Regions from separate parts of the Hordeum vulgare genome. Here region 2 is linked to region 1. Evidence: chromatin contacts called from public Hi-C data. All regions are on one chromosome and are shown on one strand. The core of a region is the stretch at or near the end of the contact, and the rest is flanking DNA. Distances in the headings are between cores, read along the strand shown. Region 1 holds the start of LOC123410691 (E3 ubiquitin-protein ligase SIRP1-like). Region 2 holds the start of LOC123412279 (transcription factor bHLH49-like).

Evidence for each region. Hi-C and Micro-C count contacts between places; a contact is called where the count stands out from the background.
Region 2: a contact with region 1 is called in a Hi-C map of seedling, with 4 times the contacts expected there. The contact joins the promoter of LOC123412279 here to the promoter of LOC123410691 in region 1. A contact is called at or near these places in 1 of 6 Hi-C or Micro-C datasets (seedling) and 1 of 1 datasets of contacts at active chromatin or transcription factors (embryo).

Annotation. Positions count from the first base shown.
Region 1 is chr7H:122,272,647-122,276,211 of MorexV3_pseudomolecules_assembly, forward strand. It overlaps LOC123410691 (E3 ubiquitin-protein ligase SIRP1-like), which reads left to right and starts at 1,577. Exons shown (of 1, transcript XM_045103630.1): 1 at 1,577-2,828. The coding sequence starts at 1,693. The coding sequence ends at 2,577.
Region 2 is chr7H:122,529,901-122,533,465 of MorexV3_pseudomolecules_assembly, forward strand. LOC123412279 (transcription factor bHLH49-like) reads left to right here and starts at 1,662. Exons shown (of 8, transcript XM_045105228.1): 1 at 1,662-1,831; 2 at 2,093-2,738; 3 at 2,819-3,046; 4 at 3,133-3,198; 5 at 3,326-3,394; 6 at 3,480-3,551. The coding sequence starts at 2,124.

The DNA.
Region 1 (3,565 bases), core at 327-2,826:
GACTCGTCTTGTCTTGGTATGCGTTATGTTACTCATAGTATGAGTAACCAGCTAAGACCCTATTTGGAGTCACTCAAATTATGATAATCTAGTTTTTATAATCTATACTATCTCCAAACAGGACAACTTATGTTGTAGATTATAAAAATTAGATGGACAGATTATTAAAAACTCACAATCTACTCTATCCGAGATAAGATGAGATTATGAATTGTTAATGACCCATTATCCTTAAAAAGTTGGAGTTAATTACTAATTTCTGTCATTGCCATCCTCCTCCTTTTTTCTCCTCAGCGCACGCACACGGTAGACAGGTCATATGCAATGTAAAAATTTGAATTATAGTTTATATAATCTGGCCTCCAAACATGCCCACCTAGATTATTTTTATGAACCTGGTTATATAATCTACCTTTATAATCCAAATTATCACAATCTATTATGGTTTCAAATAGGGCCTAAGTTACTCAATTTTTCTGTCTTTTCATTAATTAATTGTCACATCACATTTGTTGCTTAGGTGGTATTTTTTGCTTAGGTGACATTTATGTTACTATTTATGTTATTCCCATTATGGGTACTCTAAGAGAAGTGGAGGTGCCCTTTTTCGTTTGTTTTCACATCCTACTTGCATGGTAGATGCAAATCGATCCAATTAGATGGCTCTGCGTGCGTGGATCCTGCCACCAGCCAGGTGACCGGTCCATGCATGAGAACGCTCGACCGACGCAGATTATTGGCCTTTCTTTTAGGCCTCGTTTGGTTAAGGGGGATTGGGGAGGTTTTGAGAGGAAAATCCAGGGAGGGCCCAGAAACCCCACAGATCCTCGGGCGTCCATTTGGTAGGAGGGGTTTGCTTAGCCCAATCCCCTCCGTTCCCCTTCGATCCCTTCCTATCCATGTGTTTCAAAACCCTCCTCGGGGGACTAGTGGAAGCAAAGCCCCGGGAATTTGAGAGGATTGGGTGGAACAAAGGGATTCACCCAATTCCCCTGAAATCCCTCCCTCTCAAAACCTCCCCAATCCCCCTTAACCAAACGAGCCGTTTGGTTAAGGGGGATTGGGGAGGTTTTGAGAGGGAGGGATTTCAGGGGAACTCGTTTGGTTAAGGGGGATTGGGGAGGTTTTGAGAGGGAGGGATTTCAGAGGAATTGGGTGAATCCCTTTGTTCCACCCAATCCTCTCAAATTCCCGGGGCTTTGCTTCCACTAGTCCCCCGAGGAGGGTTTTGAAACACATGGATAGGAAGGGATTGAAGGGGAACGGAGGGGATTGGGCTAAGCAAACCACTCCTACCAAATGGGCGCCCGAGGATCTGTGGGGTTTCTGGCTCTTCCGGGGATTTTTCAGTCAAAACCTCTTCAATCCCCCTTAACCAAACGAAGCCTTAAGAAGAATAACATGGTGTCTGGAAAGGGGCTCGGGCTTCCCGGTGGGGGTAGTTATCAAAGTAGAAAGGCTTGCGCGTGGGCCGGCTCGCCAGGCTAATCTCGTGTGACCCTCGCGCGGGCCCAGCGCGGCCGCCGATAGTTAAGTTAAGCACTCGCAAAACAACCGAGCCGATAGCACGGCACCCCCAATCACCACCCCACACAAACACAATAACAGGCAGAGGGGAAACGAGGAAAAAGGAAAACCCGAAGCGACGACCGGCGGGCCGGAGGCGGAGCCCTCAACCGGCCCGAGAGAGCCATGTCGGCGTCCTCCCCTCCTCCGGCCGACGCGGCGGCGGAGACGGAGGCCACGACCGTCGCGTTCTACTGCTACGAGTGCCAGGCCACCGTCTCCGTCCCCGCGCCGGCCGCCACGCCCTCGTGGCTACTGCTCTGCCCCCGCTGCCGCAGCGGCTTCCTCGAGGACAACCCTAACCCGTCGACCTCGTCCCCTCCCCCGCCGCCGCCCCCGCCGCCGGGATTCCTCTCGGACTCCTCCGAGGAGCCCGAGGACCTCGACCTCGGGATCGATCACACCGCTGCCCAGGCCTATCTCACCCGCATCGTCCGCCGCCTCTACGACGATCCCGCCTCCTTGGCCACCGCCGCGGCCGAGGCGGTGTCGGTGCTCCAGCAGCATGGGCGCATCGGTGGGCGGGGCCAGCCCCCGGCGCCCGCGGCGTCCATCGCCGCCGTACCGACGGTCGAGGTGTCCGAGCCCGCCTCGGTCTGCGCCATCTGCAAGGACGACCTCCCTCTCGCCGTCGCCGCGCGGAGACTCCCCTGCGGCCACCTCTATCACTCCGTTTGCATCGTGCAGTGGCTGGAGATGCACAATTCCTGCCCTGTCTGCCGCTCTTGCCTCCCGCCCACCAACCTCCGGGAGGTGGAGCCCCTGGGGCTGGATCCGCCACCAACACAGATCACTATCCGATTTACGACCAACCGCCGCCGCACCCGCACCAATAGTGATGTAGTGGCTCCGGTCGCGACGTCGCCTACTCAGCTCGCAGAGGCGATGACAGGGGAAGGAGGTGCTGGACCTGCGAATAGCGCAGAAACTGTTTCGTCTGAATGGCCACCGCCCCCTGAGTCTGATGCCGTCATGTCAGAGACCCGTGAGATTGAGGGCTTCTTTGATTGAGCCAGAAGATAGAGTTTGCAGGTAAGAACATCTTATGACTAGTGTCCATGGAACATGAATTGAACTGCTTAGTGGTCTAATCAGTTGCAGTGAAGCCGGTAATTTGGTTCTATGATATGGGCTAGTTGAGTTATATTTGCTTGTGTGTTCTATCTTCTATGCTAGTTGATCGATGGTAATCATATATAAACATTCACATGTAGCTGAACTTGGAGTTATTATACTTACTTTGGATCTCATGTTAGCTGATATGTTTGGTGATCTATGTGTTTTCTGTTGTTAATTTTGTATAAGTCTTGTACCTTGTACACTCTTTTTTGGTACAACTGTAATTATTTGTCGGGAGTTGTTATCTTTGAAAGATGTTCTATATATCTGAACGTGATGAACTGGTTATCTGCTCGTAGTTTATTAGTTACCACTGTGTCTTATTGTCATATGTGTCAAGGGCTAGAGTTTGTATCCATGCTCTAGCATTTCGAGAAAAAATCCACAGGATTTGTATTTCTTTGCATGAAGTTCAATTCAAGTAAAGTGAACTTACTGGGGAAAGTATTTGTCACAGTTTGATTTATTTCCTATACGAATTGACTTCTTGTAGGAAAATATACACTGTACGGGTATATTGGTATTGGTTATACTACAAAATTTCAAATACCGTGAAACCAGTAGGTTCGAAATAAATGTGATGCACGTTAACTAGCTGCTGGCCTTTCATGAATTGCTTGCAGCACTTAACACTTAAATTATTAAGGTCGTTGTCAACGAGTTCGAAGTATATTTACCAGGACTCCCTTTGTCAATCATCTTTAAAAATATACTTCCTCCGTTCCTAAATATAAGTCTTTTTAGAGATTTCACTAGTTGACTACATACGAAAGAAAATGAGTGAATATACATTCTAAAGTATGTCTATATACATCCGTATGTAGTCTTCTTGTACAACCTCTAAAAAGACTATATTTAGGAACGGAGGGAGCAGTAGCTA
Region 2 (3,565 bases), core at 412-2,911, 260 kb after region 1:
GGAGAGGCAAGCCAAGATGCTTGAGTTGGAGGAGGCGAAGCAAGCCAAAATGCTCGAGATCGAGGCCACGAATGCGAGGACCAAGGCGAAAGAAGTGGCCCTGGCAAGCATGAAGACGGGCGCGAAGATCATCAAGGTTGATCTGAACACCGTGTCGCCGAGGAAGAGGCTATGGTTCGAGAAGATGCAGGCCGAAATGTTCAAGTTCGACCAGCTGTGATTTGCGACGGAGATCACGAAACCTTTTTTGTATGTCGACAAGTGTGCTGACATGACCACGGATCGATATGGCGTGGTCAAATATGGCGTGCTGGCATGTGTGTCAGCATGAACTGCGTGATGATTTAATGTAGGGTGGCAATGTATACCAGCCGTTGACATGATGCCGACATGAATTCTTGGGCGTTGGCATGCTGACCTGTTTTATTTAATGTGCAGACATAAAATATGTTGCCCGCATTGGACGCGCGGTTGACTAAAAAACAGAAGGACACGGAACGGACGGTCGATCCAATTGAAAAAAACAAAATCATTGTCCAATTAGGTCGACCGATTGAAGCTGCTCTTGTACTTTTACGTCAAAATAAACATCACAATTTCCCAGCTTGTTCCGAGACTTAGGGTGTGTTTGGTTGGAGGGATATCCTCCCAGGGACAGGGATAACCACTTTTTTCTGTGGTTGCCATGCGTTTGGATCTGGGGCGAAGAGGGACAGAGTCAACCAGATGCTGGGAATATTCCCCGAAAAAAGGGATGTGGCCAACCGCCAAAAACGGGCGGGCGGTGGCAACCACCCTGGGGCAGCCGGCGCGGGAGGGCGGGAGGAGGCCGGCGCGGGAGGGCGGCCGGCGCGGGAGGCGGCCGACGCAGGAGGCGGCCGGCGCGGGAGGCGGCCGGCGCGGGCGCAACCGGCGCGGGAGGTGGCCGGCCGGCGCGGGAGGCGGCCGTCGCGGGCGCGGCCGGCGCGGGAGGAGGCCGTCGCGGGCGCGGCCGGCGCGGGAGGTGGCGGCGCGGGCGGCCGCGGGCGGTGGCGGCGCGGGCGGTGGCGGCGCGGGCGCGGCCGGCGCGGGCGGTGGCGGCGCCAGCGCGGGCGCGACCGTCGCGGGAGCTGGCCGGCGCGGGCGCGGCCGCCGCGGGAGCTCCTCAGCCACCTGGTTATCCATCCTCCCAACCACCCTAGCCAAACAAAAAAAAGGATAGCCCTACCCTCCAACCAAACAAAAAAAAAGGCTATCCCCAGCCACCTGGTTGGGGATACCCACAACCACCCTAGCCTATCCCTCCAACCAAACACACCCTTAGAAAATCGTCTTTTGTTCATGATAGCTTTGATCACGGGAGCAACACTGTTGTGGCCTTGTGGGGCCGAGAGCGTGAGATCTCTGCGCTCTCCGTGCTGTCTACTCGTATTTATTTGCAAAAGATCAAGATTTCTTTATAGTTCAATCAATCAAATAAAGTAGTACAGTAGTCCAGTATACGTGTTCTCCATCCACAGTCAAGATCCACCTCCTCTCTCCAAACGTCCCGTCCCGTCCCGTCCCGTACGTTCCTTTCCTCTTCGTCTCCCCTCCCGAGCACCAACCCCAACCCCAACCCCGACCCCAATCCCCATCCCATTCCCACCCGATGCGCCTCTGAAGTAGTACCACTCCAGTCAAGTGTCTCCGTGCCCTACAGCCGCCGCTCGACGCCGACGCCGCACGCCGCACGCCGCACGCCCGCCCCCGACCCCCTCCGCGCGGGCCACCGCCATCGCCGTCCCCGCTCCGCCTCGCGGCGTCCCTGCCGCCTCCACCCCGCCCGCCGCTTCGGCCATTGGCCTCTGAGGTATGCGCATTTCGCCGTCCAGCTATCACCTGTACCCCATTGACCTCTAGAGATTTTTTGGCGCACAATCTAGATCCAGACCTCGCGCTCTCGTTGCTTTCACTGTACTGCATTTGTTTATTCGTAATTATTATGCGAGATTGGATTTATTCGGCTCGCCGGATTCCCTTTTTTATGTGCGGCTGGTGGATTCGTGGCGTCGAGGGTTTGAGGTCTCAAGCAGCGCGCCGCATCTCATACTAGCTATCGTTGGCGTCGCAGATTTCGGGCTTCGGGCAGCGATAGAGGCGAAATGGAGACGAATGAGAAGAACGCCGCTGAGTTGGAGGAGAAGAACCAGCCCAGCGGGCACGACCAGCAGCCGAGCTTCCACGGACCCGGGTTCTCGCTCTCGCCAGAAGCTCAGATGGATTCTTCCACTAGCGCGCTGGCCGCCATGGGGAACCCGTTCCCTCCTGGCTTATGGAACCCACCTGGCCAGAACTTCGGGTTGGGGGAGGCCAACACGAACGCTATGCTGAATGGACACCAGTTCTCCTCGTTTTTGGGTATGCTGTCAGCAGCGACGCCCGCATATCCCGGCGCCCCGTCGGGGTTCATGGATTGCGGAACGGGGTTTCCTGGCTTAAGTGCAAACAGTCTTGGAGCCATGATGGATCACCCTTTTTCTAGGAACCCTCCTATGGGTAGTTTCCAGAACGATATTGAGACGTCTAGGGAGATGAATGTGGACGAAGGTTGCAAGGATGCATTATTAACCGGTGATAGGCAGCAAGGAGACACCGAGAGTTCACATGGCGTTGATGCCTCCAGCAAGGAGTTAAGCAAGCCGGAGTGCAGTGGTGGTGCTGGTCAGGATGAAGGGCCTAGTGTGTCTTGTCCCAAGAAGAGGAAAAGACCAAGCCAGGTACTTGTTTAATCCTCCCTGTTATAGAGCTGAATTTGTGTCGATTCGGATGGAACTTAGAATGCGATTTTCTCATGAAGGATCGTGGGGTGAAGAATGTACAAGAAGGAAGCCAGCAATTGGCAACTCTGGCTGCAAAGCAGGAGAAAGATGATGGCGACAAAGATGAACCGAAGAGGCCTATTGTGACGTCCAGAAAGTCCAACGGGAAGCAAACTGAGGATAAATCTGATGCACCGAAGGAAGACTACATTCATATAAGAGCTCGAAGTGGCCAGGCTACAAACAGCCATAGTCTTGCAGAAAGGGTAAGTCCCGAGTTATCCTCCCTGAACTTCCTTTATCAAGTGGTATTACTAGCCATTTAGCTTCAGTGTTATTGTTTGTAATACAGGTTCGAAGGGAAAAGATTAGTGAAAGGATGAAATTTCTTCAGGACCTTGTTCCTGGTTGTAGTAAAGTAAGCACTTCTTAACTATCTCCACATTATTGCCATGGGAAAACTTATTTAGCATGCTAAATTAGGAAGTCAACACTTCTTAGCTGTATTGCCGTTCACTATTTTCACAAATAAAATTGTAAACCAGGTCATTGGTAAAGCTGTTATGCTGGATGAGATAATCAATTATGTTCAATCACTACAGCGGCAAGTCGAGGTATGATGTCTGCTAAACTTGTAATGTTGCTTGCAGCTTTTGCTCTCTCCTGAACTTATTGACGCTGTATGTGCATATTGGGCAGTTTTTGTCGATGAAACTTTCAGCTGTCAATCCAGCACTAGACTTCAACATAGAACGCATTCTATCTAAGGATGTATGTAACCCCTT